Regions from separate parts of the Drosophila melanogaster genome. Here region 2 is linked to region 1. The links are chromatin contacts, called in public Hi-C maps. All regions are on one chromosome and are shown on one strand. Each heading gives the region's core, a stretch centred on a gene start, on an enhancer-like site or on the middle of the called end of the contact. The rest is flanking DNA. Distances are from core to core; before and after follow the strand shown. Region 1 holds the start of wa-cup (walker cup). Region 2 overlaps Nlg3 (Neuroligin 3).

What was found. Hi-C and Micro-C count contacts between places; a contact is called where the count stands out from the background.
Region 2: a contact with region 1 is called in a Hi-C map of the Kc167 cell line, with 1.8 times the contacts expected there. The contact joins the enhancer-like site here to the promoter of wa-cup in region 1. A contact is called at or near these places in 9 of 107 Hi-C or Micro-C datasets (the Kc167 cell line, the ML-DmBG3-c2 cell line, the S2 cell line and 5 more).

The regions. Positions count from the first base shown.
Region 1 is chr3R:7,416,497-7,423,972 of dm6, reverse strand. It overlaps wa-cup (walker cup), which reads right to left and starts at 3,208. Exons shown (of 8, transcript NM_141464.2): 1 at 2,827-3,208; 2 at 2,603-2,772; 3 at 2,397-2,540; 4 at 2,129-2,338; 5 at 1,879-2,055; 6 at 1,520-1,818; 7 at 1,316-1,461; 8 at 916-1,265. The coding sequence starts at 3,118. The coding sequence ends at 961. It also overlaps the pseudogene CR46300.
Region 2 is chr3R:7,563,276-7,570,751 of dm6, reverse strand. Nlg3 (Neuroligin 3) reads left to right here. Exons shown (of 13, transcript NM_169190.2): 13 at 1-471. Among named protein-coding and RNA genes, the nearest start is that of CG45545, 15 kb to the right of the region's middle. Within about 2 kb of position 3,316, at least 7 of the 39 cell types and tissues checked have an H3K27ac peak or open chromatin away from gene starts, as enhancers often do.

The DNA of each region.
Region 1 (7,476 bases), core at 1,959-4,458:
CAAATTTACAGCTCTGCATTTCTAAGCTTCGGGTACATGGAATATCTCAACAAAGCGTTAATTTCACCAAATTAATTAAATATAAAATCAGAAGTGCAAATGACAAGGTATGTTGTTAATTTTACAATTGACCAAAGGACGAAAGCTTATTTCCGCTGCCAAATGAGCCACTTCCGTAGCATGAACATCGTTTGCCCTGAACCACACCCGCAAAAAGTCAAAGAAACGTAGTGCGATGTCGGGTGTTAAAAATTCTCTCCATATACTCGAGGTTACGATCAAGTCGAAAAAATTTAAATGACAAGCGACTAATGGGAATTGCCAACAGTTTCGCCGGGCAGGTGGTGCGAAAGTTTGCCACCTCTGGCCATCCTTTGCATCGAAAATCAGCTAACAACACAACAAATGGCTTCATTTATTTGCGTCTTTTGTGCGATGTTGCACGGAACTTCCTGCCACCAGGTGGAAACCGACGGCAGCTGAGGAAAATCCGCTGCGTGGGGATTGAGTTTTTCGGGGGAGTCTGGCTTAGATCCGGCGCTCCCCAAATCCAAAAGTGTGCAAAGTTTACACTGAAAAGGTTGCCGCCTCCGACCAGTGGCAACAAGAAGCGAAAAGAAACATAAACTATTTATATGTAAGAGCAAGTTGCAGCTGCACTTTGCAGTGATTGAATGCCCAACACCGACAGCCGTTAATGTGCTTGGGGTTTTTCATTGAGATAAACTTTTGGCTGGCCGGAAATACACGGGGTAAGTCGCACTTTAAAGTTATCGCCCTTTGCAGGCGGAATTTCTACGAAGATTACCACTGCCTTGCCTTCTTAACTTATTTATGAATTTAAGCAAGTAGTTTGGCTATGCAGTCTTATACAAGTCTTACCTGAAAGCAAAAAAAAAAAAACCCGATTAATATACCTTTAAAATAGTTGTATTTTTTCGAAACATTGGTCCCATTTTTCTAGGTAATTTGGTTGCGATCCTCATTCACCTGATCGTTGCTTTGGAACATTTTTGAGCCAAACTTTTGTCTCTTAGCAGTCAAATCTGTGGTAACCATGCGCTTCATTTCCATCTCCTCCGCATTAACTTTAATGCATATATCTATGAATAAGCACAGGTCAAGGTTCTTCATTTTCTTGGCCAGCTCGAAGGCTTCGGCCAGAATCTCCTTTTCCCGTTCGATCTTGCCGAGAATCGCGTGGGCCTTGCATATAACCATGAGACTCAGAAAGCTCCATATAACACTCTTGCATTTGATGGCCTCTGTGGAATAAATTTTTATATTTTGTGGCCGTCGTTTGTCTTTGACTTACCCTCCAGGGCCATTCGTGCCATGGAGCAGGCCCCATCAAATGAGTTACAATTCAGATGCTCTTGGGCCAATTCGTGCAGTAGATAGGCCCGTTCAATGTGATACTCGGCAAACCGCATACGATTTTCCAGTCGGACGACTTGTTTCCTAAAATAAAAAAAAACTTTGGATCAAGGATATTACATATTATCAAATAAAATCATACTTAAAATGCTCCGCTTTGGGATCGGTGGTAGCCGATCTGGTTATATTCAGAGCACTCGTTCGTTTTGTCTTTGATTTTTTCATGTCCAGACTATTACTGAGGGGAAGTCTAAAAAGTGTTAGCAGACGTTGTTTGCCCTGCAAGACAGTCATATTGCTGGGAATTTTGTATTCATTAATGCGAGCTAAACCCAAGTAGTTGTAGACCTCATTAGTGAATTCAAATTTCCACGGCATTACGCGATTCGTCTTGATGGTGACATAGTCGCCCATGACTTCCTCAATAAATGTGGTTAGTTTCTAGAAGTTAATTAAATCATAACATAATTAAATATAAACTTGTAAAATTTTAAGCCTCACATTGAGTTCTCCAACTCGAATTAGCAATCGAATGCTGCGCAGAATCTTGAACATATTCCGCCTCGTCTGGTACTGAATGCGATATAGGTTTTCCTCCCGGTGCTTATTATAAAATGCCTCGTTGGGATATTTCTGTTGATGTAAGGCGTACATGGGACTTCGGGTATGCAGCGTTTTCTGAAAATTACCAGAAGTAATTCACTGTTACAGGGTCACTGTTACAGGGTCTATTAAAATGACATGATCCAACCGTAAGAGTGCGTTCCGCTTTATAATTGCTAGCCATCAGTTTGCCCAAATACTCGGATGACTTTTTGCAATGCTTGGGCAGCACATTAGGATCATCTCGCAGTGTCTTCAGAAAGGCCACATCCACCCAGCATTTGTTCAGATACGTCTGGTTGTATATCTTAAAATGCCTTTTTCGCCTAGCCATTTCCAGTGGGGACAAATGGGTTTCCTTAAGTTCGCAATTGTTTTTAGACATTCAAGAAAGAATATGTTAAGCTAAAAGTTACCTCGTTTTCCATTATGCTAACCACGTCGCAAGTATCCTTAATATCCTTGGGCTCCTTAGCCAAACTAGCCATCATGCGATTGATCAGGCGCTGCACAGACATGGTGGTATCATCTGATAATGTGTCATGAAAGTTCTCATTTAACTGAAAAGGTTGGCAATATATGCAACTTTTTGATGCTTTGAAGAGGTGCAAAGTTGTGTTACCACATTGAGACGGTCGAGAACAGGACCTCTTTGGCCGGAGCTAAATCGCTTTAAATGACAATGCAGATTTATTTTGGAATCTTCCAAGCGATTGGACTCGTACAGAGCATCGCAGACTTCCAGACTGACATTGGGATTGGTTACTGGTGGCTTTCGGCTCATCAACAGATCTAAATACAAAGACGCAAGGTTAAAACGTTCCCATTTCAAAATGTTCGACTAACCCTCTGCTCGGGAGCAATCCTTCAGAGCCTCGGAGGCTAGGCCCATCGATCTTTTCAGCTGACTACGCCGCATCAGAGCTCTTTCATTGAACGGATTCAGATCCAGAGCGCTGTTGAAATACCTAAGTCCGTTTGCGTACCGCTGTTGGGTGAAAAAGAACATGGCCCAGTCGGAGTACATAGAGCCCAGACGATCCGGGGACCACGCATGTGCCTCCCATGGCTGCAGATGAGGCTGCACTCCAGCAATTGGTGCCTGGAGACCTTCCGATAAGCTCATTTGGCTGGGCATTGCGATATCTCAATTATTTATGGGCTTCGGGTCCCAATCAAAGAAAAAAAAAAGTAAAAACAACAAGTATAAAAAAGAGGTGTGCTTTATGTGGACCAATTTCTGTTTATCTGACATTTTGAAGGATCAAGCTAAGGCGAAATCTTAAATGTTTATTTAAGCTTGAGAATTATGGCTACTTTCATTTGCTTTTTGGCTTTTGTGATCGTGTATGAGTTTTATTTTCGCGCGTATGTCATCTTCAATATTAATCAGATAGTTGGTTTTAATGCCATTTGAGGTCGTGTAGGCAGTTGAGTTCGAGGACAGGGCATACCACTCGGGAATAGGAGGCAAGCAAATCGGACGCACCAAGGGAGAAAATATAAAGGGATCACCAATGCTGACAAGGGCATTTTGTGAGCTATAAAAATAAATAAATAAATATTAGGCGTAGAAAAATATATAAGAAATGAGTACTTTCCAGCTTACCCTTTATATATACTTTCTACACGGTATACCTTATAAGAACTCTCATCATAGTTATTGAAAGCTACCAAGTGCTCTCCGATAACAATGGCATATAGCATCACGTAGATGGTACGCATGGTAAATGCATTGTTTCTCGACAAGAACAGAGTAAGCACTGATTATTTTGCTCACGCATCTGAACGAGAAATTAGACATGGTCAAGGCATTTGTGAATAGACTCACAGTCCAAGGAATCTTCTTTATTTCAGACACTATAATGCCACATTCGGGAACGCAGTGGCGGCGATTTTGTTTCTTTTCAAGAACCCAAACTGGTGATTCGGATGTTCAACGCAGGTTCGAGTTTGCCATGAAGTCTTTTCCTTTGGCTTGTAACCTGGAGCGAAGGTCATGTTGGCCAAGGTTCCAGTAAACAACTTGCTCGATTTGTGTGTGCAATCGGCAGTATCTCGATTGTAATGACAAGCAGATCGAATTGAGGGATCCCGGGTGCAAATCTTTCTGTGGCACTGCGACTTGCAGTCCGACCAGGACCCTTGCCACTTTCGGTTGAGGCAGAGATTAAGATCACTACCGTACAGCTGTGTGTTGTCAGAGCAACTCAATCGCACAACAGTACAGTCCGCTATTTCTGCACCCACCTTGTAGGGCAGGACATTAAACAGTGTTTTTACCTGAAGGTGTTTCAGGTTTCCTGAATTTTCTTGAAAAGCTCGAAGTCTGGCGAGTAAATATGCGGTGGGCATCTATTTCATTGACTGAAACCATTCGTGTGGTGCGATTTGTGCCATTTGGGGCTTCGGTGAGAGTTGCAGCCACAAGTTTTCCAAGTTTTTGTGCGCATATGTCATACACCTCATCCGACTTTTCCCACCAATTAATTTCCCCATCGCATGCCTTAGTTTTCGCTAAACATCCTACGTAGGCACAGCGGAATGTACCGCTGGGGCACTGGGAAATTGGACAATTGGCTTCATCGCTGACATCCTGGCAGTCCTTGACGCCATCACAAATGTTTTTAACATCCAGGCATTCCGAAGTTGATTGAAATTCCAAATTTTCAATAAAAATGAGAAAAACAAGAAAAACCAAGAAAAAAATATCAGTATCCGCTGAACTGAAATCACTTTAGTAATTGAAATATGTCAACTGTGGTGATAATTGCCGTTCATGAATGTTAAACTTAGGTTCATTTAAGCGATGAATCCTTCTCGTCAGAATTCAATTGAATATGAATTTTGTTGCAAAGGATTGGGTGTTCGTCTGTTCCGTCCAAACAGTCTAATTTACCATCACAACCCTGGATTTCCGGGTAGCAGCCTCCATAAGAGCACGTATACTCCGGGCAGGTCTCTTTGTAGCATTCCTTACAATCCTTATGAGCATCGCATCTTTTGGAGTTGAGTATCACCTGGCCATTATCGCTGCATGTAAAGCCAGATTGTCCTTCAAATTAAGTAGTTTCGCATTCACAAAAAAAAAAAAAAAATAAACCTATTTGGAGGAATGTAAATAGAAAGCATATGATGAACAGAAAAAAATCACGAATAATCATTACTGGTTGAGCTCAAGAACTAAATGATGTGGAGAATAAAAAATTCGATCGCATATACTCATTGGCTCAGGACCTCAGTTTAATTGTAATTATTTATTATGTAAAAAGTGGAAGTAGTAGTCGGAGTAATCAGCTTATTTTCCTTGTACTTTTGTATACCCCGTCTATTATATCTTAATACTACCAATAGGTTTTGTCTATATTGTTTGTAAATTTGGACCTAAGGTATATATTTTGTAAATCGCATATAAAATCAAATATAAAATATTTTATTTCGTGAGCTTATTCTTTTATAATGTGATAAACCTAAAAAATATTTTCTGCCGACCAACAGAAATCATAAATAAACCAGTATAAACGACTGTTTTCAATTCATACATTATGCCTTCATAAGTAATTATAAATAATCACTTCTTTGAGAAAATACAAATGTCGTATGAGCGATTGTTTGCAATCCCTCTGTTGCAACAAACATAAAAACCAAGATAGGTTCACAAAAATGTGTATAACCTGAGTTCAAACGCGTTTGTTACTCCAGGTGGCTAAGTTTCTTTCGAGATTTCAAGTTTCATAAAAAAATCCAACTATCCAATCTGCTTTCTTCTGATCAGGCCCATCTAGAACATCAATAGTTTACGTTCGAGGGATCTCACAATCATCGAATAGCTTAATCGGTTTACGTCGTCATGGAGTTGGTTGTACAGTGGATATTGATGAAACTCTTTGGTGACATGTTCGAGTGTTGAATTATAAATTAAAATCCCAACGGAAAAGCGGGCTCAGTGCAGTGTGTTTGATGTTCGAATGGGTGGAGACTGGGTTTGAGAATGGAATTGCTGTCTGTTTTGAGTTCTGTGCTCCGTTTGTGTTTCAACCAAAACGCCGAGCAACCCACACATCCCCGCAAACAAAATCAACAACAGGGAATGCTACAAACTGCATTCGGCGTGGCTGAAGGGGCGTATACGTTATACGGATTGACGTGAGGCGAGTGGCACCGATGTAGCATCACCCGTGCATTGACAAATGAGCACAAATCGCACTGCCGGTTCATCGATGTTTTTATATTGCCGCGTCTCTATCTATCTATCCCCTTTCTGTGTTTTTCCGCTTTTTTTGTGTGTCAACGGAATCGACTGGAAAGGAAAATGGCAGCGCATTTGCATTAAAGTCGCTTTGATTGGACTTCCAGCAGGGATTTGGGACACTTTTAGTTCGCATCCATCCGTGTGACCTTGCATTTTCTGTTGGTTCAATTGTTCAATTCCTTTCAATTGAAAAGTATTAAGACTAAACGTTCACGTTCATTTAATTTCTTATAATATAAATATATGTTTAATAGATATAAATAATTAAATATCAAATACATACTATTACCTTTTAAGCGACGAAATTGCATTCCGGGAAACCCTTTTCAATGGTAATAATTCTTAAAATAGGATGTAGTAAATATCACAATTCATTCTGCCCAGTGGGAACCATTTAATCTGGAATTTGCGGGTGAGACCTCACATATTGATAACATGTTTGTCAAGATAGTTCGAACAAATTATTTTGCGCTCACCGAAACGTAATCAGAGTCTTAAGAGATCCATTACCGCAATCCGAGTCTCAAGACGAATAAGAAATAATGTTTTCCCAACTTTCCGCCCAACTTAGTAGGTCCAAAGGAGCTTTGAGGAAGAAGGACAGTGGATAGCGGGATGGGTGTGCAAAGTTGCGCAAACCGGGCTCTTATCCAATTAAGTCATAACTCAATATGTGCTGAGAGATATGCACTTGGCCATTACTTAGGCAAAAGGCAAAAATTTGCTCTAATAACTTTTGAGTTTGCGCTTTCTTCCGTCTTCTTTGCCGCCGCTTGCCAGGAAGATAATTTTCACACCAGAGCCATGTAATTTGCCCTTCTGGGGCGAAGTTTTTGGGAAGCAGATTTCAGTCTATGCAGAGCAACAGCTTCCCATCCTCTTCCATGCCCCCGATCCACCACTTCCCCAGCTCCCTTCTCCCTTTTATGGCACCAGCGAGGCGCTGCCACAACTCATTTGGCATTGACCAGGATTGGACGTTGCCGCAGTCCTCCGTGACTGGGTCTACGGGCAATCCCGCCCCCCATCCAGGCCACCGTCCGCCCATCTGGATCCCCTAGCTAGCGGCTTCATCCACATCCGTATCCCTCATCCATCTGGCGTTGAGAGAGCGCGCGCATAAATTATTCATTTGTAATGTGCAGCATCTCTGGCCCTTGCTATTGCACTGAGAAAATAAATAGTATGAATATATATATAATAATAATCTTATAGTTCAGAGCTGGGGAAACATGTGTTACTAG
Region 2 (7,476 bases), core at 2,067-4,566, 150 kb before region 1:
GCAGTGAAAACAAACGGGAAAAGAAAACTATAACGAAAAACGGAACACGGAAACCATTTACAGCCCCATTGAGAATGTATAAGTTTATAGCTTCTGTATGCATACACATACATCTAAAATTAAATCTCTATATATTAATGTAATGGTGTAAACATAGAATAATTAGCAAAATAATACAACAAATATAAATATATAAATAATATATATAGAGTGCTGCATAACTGGCAAAACAAAAGGATACTACTAAAACCAAATCTCATGAAATCTATTGCGTTAGAAATTGTGTAACGATTGTGCGAAAGGGACTTAGCATTAACAAATTCGGACTAATAATGAAGTATAGTAAAAACCATAAAAACATAAAAACCAAATGAGAGAAGAGAAGAAAAAATTAGTTTAATGGTGTATAACCAAAGTGTGCAGCAAAACAACTTGCAGGCACTAAGATGAAATAAAAATTTAAATAATAATAAAGTTGCAAAAATTATAAAAATTATGGCTGACGTGTTTTAATACGAATCGTAGCAAAACAGGTAAGAATTATTCGAAAGGGTCCAGTGCTCTAAGATATAATACCAACATGGGCACTCGATAAAATGCATTTCAATTTTGAAGTAGTTTTACTTTTTAAAAGGATCCCATTGAAAATCATTTAAATTGCCAAGTCAAACGAATGTGTTAAGTAATGGAGGCATGTGAGCGCCAACACTCGCTTATTGAGATACAGATAGTTCGTACATCTTTATGCGTAACAAATATGGCTCTGGCGCTCACACAGATACTCGTACTGGGTGCACACATCCACAGTTCTTAACCAAATATTCGCAGAGCTGCAGCCCCAAGGATAAAGGAAAAATACAGACTTGCGGGGAGATAGTTGGGTGGGTTGCAGACTGAAGTACAATAATGGTTCTATTGATAGCAAAATAGAATGCGCAAAGGCAGCGCTCGATGGAGATAAGTTTCCTTAACGAAAAAGAGATGGATAAGAACGTAGAATCCATTGAAAATAGATTTATTATGTAAATTTGGCGGGCGTAAGTGAGTTCGCCATTACTCCATCTGTGTCTTTAATTCACAAAATAGAAAGAAAAACCGCATTCTTCCCCTGCTCTCGGATCCCATATATGCTTAACGTTATAATTGAATCACCTTCTCCGCTTTTTTTGGGCTGATTCGTCTGATTTTTATTACCCATGACAAAATCCAATTGAAAGTCGCAAAGCAATGGGGCAAAAAGGCGAGTCATGGCATTTAATCCCCTTGGAAAAAGTTTCATTTTGGTAATTCAGCTTTTGAGATACTGTTTGCATACATTGGTCGTACGTGTTGTTCTTTGTCCGTTTCACTTAAAATCAGGAACCAAGATGGTGGGCGTTAGTCAAGCTGTGTTTAATTTATTAGCACAGCCCGGCAAAATTAAATAATAAAAGTCTTCCAAGTGGCCCCCTTCATCGTGTTTGCCTCTGTGTGTGTGTGTGTGTGTGAAAATTATCACTTTTAATGCTGCCAAAAAGGTCACGAGCCAGGGGCGTGGCAGCAGGGGCGGAGGTCCTTCGACCCTTTGATGGGCGTGAGGCCAAAAGCAAATGGCTGGCGAGCTGAACATCCGTCCTGCCGTTGCCCGAAGTCCCGACAAGTTGATAATTTATGTTGCGAAATCTGCTGGAAATTGCCTTATACGCTAATAAAAGTATTTCCAAAGGGGTAGCAAACAACTTAATTTAAGGTGATCCAGATTTTCACGGAAACTATAGAGCACTTTGAGTTGATGTCTTAAGTATAAATCTAATTATTTTCTTATGATATAATTTAAAGTCCTACACTTGGTGTAAGAACAAGCCAACGGGTTGCTTTTAATCCTTTTTTAAATGTGTTATAAATACCCCATTTCAATTAGCCCACTTCTATTATACTCGTAATGCTAAGTACAACATAAACTAAGAACGAAAGCTAAATTCTCTGTTTGATGGACTTAAAGAATACTTTCTGAATTCGATAGATGGCTATTAAGCTGTATATATATATACTAGATTTATATAATTTGCGCTGCAGTGTATGATAAATAAATAAATATGCTAAATATATAATCTACCGCATTTCAGGCACATTTTAGGTCGCAAAAGTCCGCATTGAATTGCGTTGATAGAGCATTCGAGTCGCGAGCTTATCTTCAAATTATACTTCGCTTTTTCCAGACTACCTTTCTGATCTTCAGATTGGCCAAATCCGTGGTAGGACTTTCGGAAGTTTGACTATTCCCAGTTTTATAGCACTTCAACGTTAATCCCAACCAAAATTGAGTTCGGGATTTCTGAACTAAAAATTGGTCGACATACAAAAAAAAAATCGCACAATTTGCGGAAAGTTCGTTAATGTTTTTTCCAGAAGCCGTTGGAAAAGTTTAAACGAAATCGAAGAAAAGTGGGTGAGCAAAAAATGCTATACGCATTATAGCAGTTTTTCGTTGGGTAAACTTTATTTGGCCGGCAATTAGTTTGTATTATTTTTCAGTTTACTTTGCCATTTATATTTGTTCTTTTTGCCCCAGTGCCATAGTTGCATTTTTAAACTTTTAAAATATTTATATAGTGTGTTTTTGCAGCTTTTGCATGCTACACCCGTTTTTTTTTTCAGGTGAAAACAGAATTCAGTGCTATACGCTTTTTGAATGCCACAGAAAGTTTTATTAGTTGCTTGACCAATATCTTTCTTTTTGCTTTCCGCGTTTGGTATGGTTTCGTTACAATTCCCGTGGCAGAAAAACCAGAAATAACAAAGTTTGTCCATTGTCTTTTTCTCATTGTTGAGTAAAAAGTTTGCACTCTTATTCAGCAGCCAGATAAACTCAAATCCAATTGGCAACAGCTATGAATAACATTTCATGTAGACCTTAAATCCGTCAAAACCGCTTATTAGTCAGATTTACGCAATTGACTTGGGGTATTGCTTCGTCAAAATCTAATTAGATAGACTAGATGTTGGTTTTGAGACTGGAAACTCTCATCTACTCTCATCTTTAATAGAGTCGTCAAATCTGAAATGCATTGCACACTAAGGATGGTAATAATGGCCCTGGTATATTTTCGATCCTCCTTATGCAATACAATCCCCAACCAACCCAAATTTTGCACATATATGAAAACCATAATCTATCCATTCAGCCAAATCAAATCGAATCACAAATGCACCAAAGGGGGAAGAGGAGGAGTTCCGAAGGAACTTACATCCGATGCAGCGCACCCTGAAACACGGAGAGTACAAAATGAAGACTAGGTCAGCCCTCTTCTATCTATCTATCTACATCACCATCCCACCCGATCCACCTCAGTATCCACCCTGCTCATCCGTCCCATCGAGGGTCACACTCGATGGCTGTCAATGATAGCTCCTTCCCAAGCAGGGAGGAGGAGAATCGGAGGGCACCAACTGCCCGACAAGTGTCGTATGTCGTCCTGTCTAATGTTAAGCTACTTTTCATGTATGCCCCAACATCCAATCCCCTTTCCTTTAGTTGTGGCAACTTGGAACTTGCGCACGAACGCACACAGAACCAAATCAAATAGATCGGCCAACGATTCGAACACAGGATACCTAGCACAGAAAAACCGTATGCTTAAAAAAAAACCAGTAATTTATCAACAATTATTGAAATCAAAACTTAAGTCATTAAAAAATATTATTTAGTAAAAAATATAAAAATATGGTTACATTTTACATACACTTTTCGTATTTGTTGCCCATCTCATATCATTATTTACGTTATTTCAATTCATACTAAACTAATAGGTGCTAGTTCTTCTTTATTTCTTCGCCTTGGAGGTATTATAACAAACGCAAGGCACATACCAAATAAGGTGGAAAGGGAAACTCATCTTCCATCTGAGGTCTCCTGGCTCTCAACGCCCGTTAAGCATCGCAATTATTCATGTTTATGATGCGATGACACTGCCAACTGTTCACCTTTCTTCAGAAATCGGGCTCCCCTTTACTTTTCACTCTATACTAAGCTATGAATGACTGGAAGGGGGTAAAGGAATGGGAAGCTGGGAAATATTAGCAAGTTGAGTCACGACCATGGCATGAAATTGGTTAAGATTGAAAAATTATAAATTATCGAATGCAAATATCTGCTCGGCGGACAAAGATCTTTTGTGAATAAATTAGAATGGGTCATTGACTAAGGAGCTTTATGTATGGCCTAGCATGCTGCTAGGACTAATCGAATTCGGAGGTCCATAAAGCTCCTAATTATTAACAAGCACACGCTCTGCACCCATCCGTATATCTACAGTGCGTTTCATACCTATAGAGGCAGTTACACTTTCCTTGGTAATATGTAAAAAAAATCTAATTAATATGCTCGTTTTATTTTTAAGCAAGTAAATTCATTAAATCTAACCTAAAAATATAATAAAAGGCATTTTAATCAAACTGACTCGATAACAAAACGATTCGAGGGAAAGTGTATAGGCAAAACAAGGCTTAGGATAGGTAGATCCCACATTTAACCACACCCATCTCCGCCCTCTGTGTGCAAACTGTTCTAAACTTAATCGTGTGTTCTGCATAAGATTATGAACACGAAATTAAACCGGTAACAAGAAACTTCAATTAGAGGTAAACATTTTGATTAATACTGGGAATGCGGCGGCAATGGATAAGTTTATCTGACCAAGTGCAGTCCAAGTTGGCAATCGCTTCAAGCTTGACGACAATACAGCACAAAAATTGCTTTTAGCCAAACGCAGCGTAACTTTGCTCAATCAATTTATTGAGGCAAGTTAAAAAAAAAATGTATACAAAGAAAAAATTGCACGTTTAATGGAAAAAGTTTTTGGCGCCAAGGAAAATGGCGCTAATTTGATTGTCATTAGACGGCGAAGGCGAGAAACGAATTCATCCAACCTTCTGCATGACCATAAAGCGTACACTTAAAATATCCAGAAATCTAAATATGTAAGTAAATTATACAAACACACATTTGCTATTAAAATCTGCTATTAAAACATTAATAAGCGCTTGACCTAAAACTACTATGGACTAAATAGTTTGGACGATTAGTAACAGTTTTTTACACAGGCTAGGCATTTTAAATTTGTCGAGTGTTATTTCGTTTGTATGTGTGGCTGGGCTAAGAAAGGTAATGCATATAATTGAATTTTTACACAACTAAAGAAGAGGCCTATTCGCCAAATGCCTTTGTTGCTAGAAAAGCGCCGTCGAAAAGATGGTGATGAAGACAGCGAAGAATGCCGGCGAAATTAAAGTGAAATTGAAAAAGTTTTATGAGCTTTTCCTCCATGCAGCGGGCCCACAAAAAGAGCAGTCGGCTGGCTGGCTGGCTGGCTGGCTGGCTGGAAAAGAAAGCAAAATATTACACAGCCACTGACGACGCGTAAAGAAGACAAAGGGCCAAAACGAGAGGTAGTGTGCTGGAAGATGGGAGTGGGAGCGAGAGGCTGAAACGCTTTGCCACCGCTAAATTGCCTTCCTGTTCGGAGGCGGAGGGCATAACTTTGTGCAGCAGGTTGCTTAGGTAACAGTTTTATGTAGTTATCCCTCCGAGAGCCAATAGAAAAACGATGTCGGCCTACACCCTCGGCCCCACCACCCACCGCAGTAATTGCATCATAATTGCAGTGGCAGCGCCACCAACAGCAATCCACACTCTGACAGCTCTGAATCATCCGAAGGCGGCTGCCACGCCCGCTTAAACTAATTTTCCCATAGAATTACTTTGGATGAGTTTGGTAATTAATGGCAACGGCAACGGTGAGCAAGTCATCTCACACAGAGAAAAACGCGAAGAGAGCGTCTGGTAAGTATTTCAAAATGGGTTATTAACATATTTTTAATCTATTTAAATTTGGGCTAATTCTTTACGCTTTCAATGTTTGTATTTTGAATAACGTTTGTAATATAGCTTCAAAGATAATATTCAGGCTATTCATTTACAAACTCCTTTCGCAGCAGTTACATTTTTAAGAAAGAAAATTATTTTAGTTTAATAATTAAAACAGGCAATAAGCTAAATAACGATAACTTAGCCAGCTTTTTGTATCAATCTAATACAATTAGAACTAATACATATATCTACCCTTCTATACTTATAAGAAAATAATGTATGTCCTTCAAAGGCATTTGTTCCCTGCAATACAAATCAGGATTCTCAACGACGCGTAAAGTGTTCAATCAAAGAAAGTCAAAGTCATTGCAAGTTAATTGAAAAATCAAACAACTTTTTCATACATTTGCCTGCTCTTTGTATTGTAGAATATTAAAATCAAAGAAGAGCGGAAATTTAAATTCCTTGATTACTAATTTACAATTAATGTGAATGTGAAATGTATAAATAGTGGAAAGGCAACTTAAAGCTATTTATTGAATCTTCATGAAGTAATTTTTCAAATAATTCCTATAAAATAAAATGTAATTTAAGGTACCCAACATTTTTCCAAGAGCACCTTTTGATGGTCTTAAGGTGACAATAAAAAAGTAAGAAGTTTAAAGGGGATTGTAAAACTTTATTTGGTTATTTCACTAACAACCTCAGACTTAAGCTTCGAAAAGGAAATAAACCTCCGTCTACCGACTTCGAGGTGGCTGTACCACATGGCGTATGAGCAACACCATGCAGATGCAATCCGCATTCAAAGTTGCAGAGCTGAGAGCCTTAAGAAAACAGCACCCAAGGACACTAGAATGTCCAGTCACTTGAACTGCAGGAGGTCCTTGGCAGCAGCTGTTGCTATTAGCACGTGGCCAGGAGTTGCTACAAAGGGATTTGACACTTCCCGATGGACATTGAATTCACATTTAATCTGATGCTACTAAATGGATTCCAGTTGGGTGACAAATAAAATCCAGTCAAAGAAAGTGTTTCACCCTTTAAAATTGACTTTTCGTTAAAGCTTTTTGGCCTTCGTGTGTCAGCTTCGTTTTCAAATAGAAATGCCACAGTATTTGGCTTTCATAAAAAACTATTTTAAGTAATAGATATATTGCACATTAAATTTCTCCTATTACAAATTACATTATATTAATATTTCAAAAACGGGCTAAATAAGTTTCTTATGTTTTAATAGTAGTTTATTTAAGATAAGAGAAGAAAAATCATTTCAAATATAGTTATAAAAGAACAAAGTTTCACAGTTTCTACAATTGGGCCTAATATTAATAAAAATTCATTTGTAGCATACATTTTATTTTGAAATTTGGTTTAGCACACATAATAATCCCAATATATGCAAATATAAATGCCACGTATATACATTTTGGTTTCCCATTCGCTTTTTTCCACTCCTTTGTTTACCATTTAATTATGTGTTTTATCTTATTTTTTCATTAGGTTTACAGTTGATTGCACAATTCGAATTAGATTCCAGCTCCTGAAAAATATTTACGTTGCAGTGTTTGTTTAATGTTAATTTAATATAATCAATTATGTGGGTTTAACAAATAGTTTTTTAACAA